2 separate regions of the Mus musculus genome follow, and region 1 is linked to region 2. Evidence: chromatin contacts called from public ChIA-PET data. All regions are on one chromosome and are shown on one strand. The core of a region is the stretch at or near the end of the contact, and the rest is flanking DNA. Distances in the headings are between cores, read along the strand shown.

Evidence for each region. ChIA-PET counts read pairs in DNA pulled down with a chosen protein or histone mark.
Region 1: an RNA polymerase II ChIA-PET map of memory CD8 T cells shows a contact between it and region 2, with 12 read pairs. The contact joins the promoter of 0610039K10Rik here to the promoter of Ift52 in region 2. A contact is called at or near these places in 1 of 39 promoter capture datasets (cranial neural crest) and 1 of 115 datasets of contacts at active chromatin or transcription factors (memory CD8 T cells).

What each region holds. Positions count from the first base shown.
Region 1 is chr2:163,643,539-163,647,081 of GRCm38.p6, forward strand. 0610039K10Rik (RIKEN cDNA 0610039K10 gene) reads left to right here and starts at 1,312. Exons shown (of 1, transcript NR_028113.1): 1 at 1,312-2,262. Serinc3 (serine incorporator 3) reads right to left here and starts at 1,605. Exons shown (of 10, transcript NM_012032.4): 1 at 1,460-1,605. The coding sequence starts at 1,498.
Region 2 is chr2:163,015,765-163,019,092 of GRCm38.p6, forward strand. Ift52 (intraflagellar transport 52) reads left to right here and starts at 1,589. Exons shown (of 13, transcript NM_172150.5): 1 at 1,589-1,769.

The DNA.
Region 1 (3,543 bases), core at 62-2,561, 630 kb after region 2:
GATTGCTAAAAGTTCAAGGCCAACCTGGGCTACAACGTAAAACCATATTTCAAAAAAAGTAAAGGCCAAACTTCTTTGCCAGGAGTAACACCTTCCTACAATCCCAATAAGGAGAACTGTGAATGAAAGGCCAGCATGGGATACTCAGGGAGATCTGGTGACCTATCTCAATAAGGCAAAAATTAAACACGTACAAAAGTCCTTTGAAATCTTTAATCCAGACTGGACTGGAGGTGTAGCTGGAGGAGCTCTCAGAGATAAGCTTTGGACAAACAAGGTCCTGGGTGCAATCTTAAACACCCAGAATGACCAAAGAGATTGCCTAAAAAATAAAGGCATACAGTGGGTATCTGCATGATTTGGCTCCCTGATATTCTGTCCCCCTTTTTTGGCGTGGGATGGGAGATGGGGGTGGATAGTGGCAATTGGAGACTAAACCCACAGCCTCTAAAAACCTACCCATAAACTGTAATTTGCACCTCCCTGTTTTGAGACAGGGTCTCAAAACAAATAACAAATGATCTGCCATGGCCCTCCACAGCCTTTAATTTCGTACTCTTCTCTCATTCCACTCTGGTATCCTAACCCCCTACTGGGTAAAAACTGAATTAACAATATATGCAAGGAGTTTCTAGATATGAACACCTGGATAGGATATTTTCAAATTATGGTTTTAAACCAGGAGGAGAAAAATATACAAGATATCTTCGACATTACTTCTGCCCTGAGACATGCCATTGACATGAGCAGAGCCTGAGTCCTTGGTTCATTACATCAGCTCGGGAAGGAGAAAACAATTAGGCACTGTGGTTCAAGCTACCAAGTTCCTCTGAGGCAGATTTGTTAGATTATTCCTTAGGTTAAAGAGATCCTAAAATTAACTTCTAAAAACGTTTTACCATTGACAAGGGGAATCGGACTAATTTCTTTACTTTATCCTCACAACAGTTCTGGAGGAGAGGAATGCTAGGGTGTTTAATTCGAAAATATTTAGGCCGCGGGGCTTCTAATTAAACGCCTTTTGCTCGCGACCTGCAGCAGGGCTGACTTAAAAGCCCCGCTCCCAACCCCACTCAGTAGCGCTGGCATATGCCGAACTATGAAGAAAAATGACTACAGTGGCCCTAAATTCCCTGACGCCATCCTCTAGCCACTCAGGAACCCGCGCCGTGGAACCTCGGCGTCGCCTGGCCGCGGGAACCCTGGGTCCGGAAGGCTGGCGGGGGCGGGGCGTCGAAATTGTAAACAATGGCGGTCCGGCCTCCCGCGACCCTCCGCCCACAGCGAGAGCCAGCCGAGCCGCCGCACCCCGACTCCGGGACGACGGCTACCGGGCCTGGACCCTGGGCCTGCCCGCTCCTCTCTGTTAGCCTCAGAGAGTGGAGGGTCCGCCTCGGGCGGCCCGACACCCACCCCCTGCGCGCCTCAGGCCCCGGACGGCCGAGGCCTCGGGACTCACCCAGCTGGCGAGGGAGAAGACGCCGAGGACGGCCCCCATGGTGACGCCGGGGCCGAGACCGACCGCTCCGAGCGGATCCTAACTGCTGACTGAGGCGTCGCCTCAGAAACGCGACGGATCCTCAAGCCGGAAACAGGGCCCGCCCTTCGCAGGACGCCCAGTTTACGTCATTGGGTGGCCCCGCCCACGGAGGGGGAGAAGGCGGAGCCTAAGACTGCTGGGGTGGCAGAGGACGTAGAGGGTTCGTGGCATACAACTCCGGGCTCGCTTGGGGCGCTGGTGGTCAGAGGCAACATAAAGGTGCAGAAAGACAGCATGTTCCCTACGAACTGCACTTATCCTCGGAAGAAGCTACATCCGAATTAAATAAAGATCCTACAGACTGTTAAGTCGTGGCTGGGCAGTACTTTGTGATTATTGAGAGATGGAATGTTGGCAAACTCAGAGGCAAACAGGCTATGTTGGGCCATTCAATAATCAGTTAGCATCTGTAATCCCAGAACTAAAGAGGATGAGGCTGGAGGATCAGGAGTTCAAAACTATCCTGTGCTACATAGAGTTTCAGACGAACAAAAAAGCCACTCTTCTTACCCCACACCCTACCGGAAACTTCTCCAGCCTTGTCTCCCCTTCCCCTTTCCCCCTTCCTCTTTTCCCCTGCCCCCCTTTCCCCCTGCCCCCTCCCTCCGCGGGGGTCAGTCTGCTGGCCAGGTTCAGCTCACTACTTTCCCTGTCCTAGACTCTTCCCGATGCCTCTGGCTGTACTCGTTCTCATATCTATAATAAAAATTTTCTCCTCAGCCATACCTTGGAGCAGTCATGTCCTCATTTTGTTGGGAACAAGCAAAAGAAACTTATGCTAAGTACTACCGTTTTCGTTTTCTAAATTCAAGGTCTCAGGCCCTGGGGGAGCTGGGGACTTTACCAACAGCTCAGCAACCTCGGTTGAAAACAATTGTCTGAGTCCAGATATTTCAGGGACAACTTCCCCTCCTTGAAGGCCGGGCCAAACAAGGTCCTGCTCCGAATGCCTACCCCACTTGTCCAAATGTTTTCTTGTCTGTTAACCAGTAAAGAATATAGAAACTACTGTTATCTGAGCCAACATGCATAAGTTATAAAAACCTATAACCATTGCCTGTTATGCACTAATTGACTACATGCAGCTCGCCCACTCCTCTGTTCCCTTATCATTCTAAAATTCCGGGCCAGAGTCCAGAAGACTTGACTCCAAGAGCTGAATTAATGACCTTGAAGCCAGGTGCCCAGGATACAGCCCAGTCTCCAATAGGTACCCATAATATCAAAATACAATTAGATAATACTGAGGCTCCCCACTACCCCCTGCTTTGGGTTCCCATCCCTTAAAAATGTACAGATCCCAGCCAGGCGGTGGTGGTGCACGCCTTTAATCCCAGCACTTGGGAGGCAGGGGCAGGAGGATTTCTGAGTTTGAGGCCAGCCTGGTCTACAGAGTGAGTTCCAGGACAGCCAGGGCTACACTGAGAAACCCTGTCTCGAAAAACCAAAAAAAAAAAAAAAAAAAAAAAAAAAAAAAAAAAAAGTACAGATCCCAAACTGGCCGGCTCCCTGCATGCTTAGAAAATAAAGCTTTCAGTTTTAAGCTTATCTCTGGAAATGAGTTTTCTTTTTTCTGGCTTCCACCCAGAAACCAACAATTTCACTCAATAAGTAATATGAGATGGTATATACAGGAGGATTTTTTTTTCAGTAGAAGTTTATTCAAGGGCTGAGGATTGTAGTTCAATTGGTAGAGTGCTTGTCTAGTATTTGAACTCCACCTCTACGTAAGCCAGGCCTGGTGACCAATATACACCTTGTACTTGGCCTGAAGCGGTCGGAGGATAAGAAGGTCAAGGTTGGGCTGGGCTTGGTGGTATACACCTAGGATCCTTGTGCTTGGCCTATAGAGGGAGTGGCCAAGCCATCTCTGTCAACAGGGTCTCTAGGGAGGGATCAAGGATTGAAGAAACAGAGGATGAGACAGCAACACTATAACATGACTCCAGTCACTATAACATGAAAAAAAAAAAACCCCAGGTTTGATTTTTTTCCCATCTGCT
Region 2 (3,328 bases), core at 339-2,838:
ACTGGCTGCTCTTCCAGAGATCCTGCGTTCAATTCCCAGTAACCACATGGTAGGTCATAACAATATATAATGAGGTCTGGTACCCTCTTCTGGTGTGCAGTCATACATGTAGGCAGAACACTGTATACATAGTGTTCTAAAATATATCCTTTTGAAATTCGTATTTGGCCAGGCGATGGTGGCGCACACCTCCCAGCACTTGGGAGGCAGAGGTAGGCAGATTTCTGAGTCTGAGGCCAGCGTGGTCTACAAAGTGAGTTCCAGGACAGCCAGGGCTACACAGAGAAACCCTGTCTTGAAAAAAAACAAACAGAGCAAGAGAGAGAGAGAGAGAGAGAGAGAGAGAGAGAGAGAGAGAGAGAGATTGAGATTCATATTTGTATGTGTGTGTGTGCGCGCGCGCATAAACATGCCACAGAATACTTGTAGAGGTCAAGAGGACAATTTACAGAAATCGGTTCTCTACTTCGATTATGTGGGACTCGGGGATTTAACTCAGGATGTCAGGCTCAGCCTTTTTACCTGCTGAGCCATCTCAATTCAATCCATAATCCTCATAATAAACCTTTAGAATCTATCCTCAATTTACACGTAGAAAATGCTCCAATTAAGCAGCATGTTCAAGTTCACCAGATACAAGTCATTTCTCAGACACCGGACTTCGGAGCAGCTGACTCTAAAACCCTCAAGCTCCTTCTGCAACTTGGTACAGTGAGAGAACTGCTCCAGGAGCTGCTCCCGGTCTGGTGTCCTGGCACTTCTAGTACACTTACAGTACCGAATGATCCCGTGACTTGCCCAAGTCCAGATCCTGATCATTTGCATCCTTAATTGCACACTTGATCATTTGCATCCTTAATTGCACACTCTATTCAATTCTGCAGCACTCCACTAGAAAAGTTTCCTGGCTGAGACTTAACTCAATGGTACAGCTCACGATGTGGAAGGCTCTGGATTTGATCTTCAGTGGGAGAGAAGAGATCGTTCTCTTTCACACTCTTTCCCACTTTCTAAAATCGTCATAACCACAGTCGTGAAAAGTGCCTTAAAACTTGTGTATTTTAATATCCTTAACGCATACTGCTCTGTATTAAGACATAGATGAAAATAAAAACTGCTGAGCTTCCTACATGTGCCTGCTCCAAGTTTTGAGGCTGCAGAGGCTTTGACTACAAAGCCACAGACAGCCCTCTCTCAGTGAAGCCTCTGCGGAAGCAAGCGTGTTTCCCGTTTCCATGGCAACCGTTGGCCCAAGCCAGTACCTCTTCCCGAAACGCTTCCCCAGCTCCACAATAGTACTACATCTCCGGCGCGTCACCACTCCCTACCCCAGCTTCTACTTCTAAATTTTGGTAAGACCTGGCATTTTAGGTCTCCTGATCGCTACCCGGCAAGAGCCTGCCCGGAACCTGCGTCCAGGCCAGGCCGGGGCGTGGCTTGCCGCAGCAGTCCCCGCCCATAGGCAGGCCGGAATTCCCGGCCTGGGGACCTACCATCTTATTGGTCTTTAATAGCAGTTGCTAGCAAATGAACAATATAGGTTCCCTATTAAAAAGTGACTCCTTCAGTTTGGATACAGTCTTTACCGGGAAACGGGCCAGCCCAGCGCTAGCCCCGAACCCCTACCCAACAGCCCCCAGCGTCCGCAGCCACCAGACACAGCACGTCTGTCGCGCTGTCGTCATCACGCCACGACGGAAGTCACTCGGGGCCCGGAGCCACGCCTTCTCGGCGCGCGGCCTTGGATACCTGGCGGCCTCTGGCCTCAGGTAAGGAGAGGTCGGGTTGTGCGGGCCGCCAGGTCGTTGGTCTGGCTGGAGACGATGACGGCCTCGCCATGCCGCTCTGGAGACCCCTAGGCCAGCCTTGTGGGAATCCCGAGGTCGGCAGAGGTAAACTGAGGACGCGGAAGTGGGCTGGGAACTGGTCCTGGCGATGATGTAGAATTTCTAGCTCCTCGGACTGCGCGGATTTGTCGTAGTCCTGTAGAATATGAAAAAACCTAGGATGGGGAGCCATCAAATCAGACTCAGCTATCGTTGCAACCACGCTTGGTGTTTTTCGTCACTTTGGCAAAATTTAGTATACCATGTTAGATTATTGAAGAAAAAATAAGAGAATGGTTGGGCAGTGCTACCCAAATATTGTTTCAATATTCTTATTATTACCGATTTTTAAACCTTATCCTATTCTTAGGGAAACTCATTTCTAATTCTAATAGGACAGGACCCCAGATCTACTGCTCCTTCAGAAGGAGGTGGTGGGGTTAAACTACAGTAAACTGTTACCTCGAAGTGTATTCTTCCGTTAAGAGCAATTCAGTACTCAGAGAAGGGTATTCACTTTTCCCAGAAATCTGCTCCCACCCCAAATACGTCTCAAAAGCAGAAAAATATAAATCTCAGTACTGTGATGTTTGGGTTCTTTGTGGCACCGTGTAGTAATAGGTCAATATCACTAACATGATCGTTGTGACGTTCTAATCAGGAAACTGGAGAAGGCAGAGTACAGCATTGTAGGTACACAAAATGAAAACAAGCATGTTCAAGTACAGCTCTGTTAGCCGGCTGTGATGGCACACACCTTTAACCCCAGCTTGGTCTACAGAGAGAGTGACAGTGCTACACAGGAGGAACACTGTCTCGAAAAACCATAAATAAATAAACAAAGAAAGAAAGAAAACCGGCTGGTGAGATGGCTCAGTGGGTAAGAGCACCTGACTGCTCTTCCGAAGGTCCAGAGTTCAAATCCCAGCAACCACATGGTGGCTCACAACCATCCGTAACAAGATCTGACTCCCTCTTCTGGTGTGTCTGAAGACAGCTACAGTGTATTTACATATAATAAATAAATAAATCTTTAAAAAAAAAAAAGAAAGAAAACAAGCAAAAAAATAGCCGTGTCATGTGAAGTCAACATGACAAAATGTTTTCAATTTCATTGAAGGGGTTAAGGCTGCAGCTTAGTTAATAGACTGCCTGCATGAGACCCTGGGTGTCTGCCTGGTCCTCAGAACAGGGAAAAAAAAAAAAAAGTCATTTGAGAGGCAGCGGCATGGCGGCAATGTGCCTGTAATCCCAGCACCCAGGAAACTAAGGCAAGACATTAAAGAGTTCAAGGCCGTCCTCCACTGCACAGTGCATTAGAGGCGAACCTAGATTATAGGAGATTGTCTCAGAAGAAACAGTATATTGAAGGTCTCTCCTATCAGCTCTTAAAACATGGATTGGAATTGTGCAGTCGCCTAGTAATTTAGGTAAAAAACAATGGTACCCAATATGAGCATCAGAGTAGTTTCAAATGGACCAAAAATAGTTTATATATATAT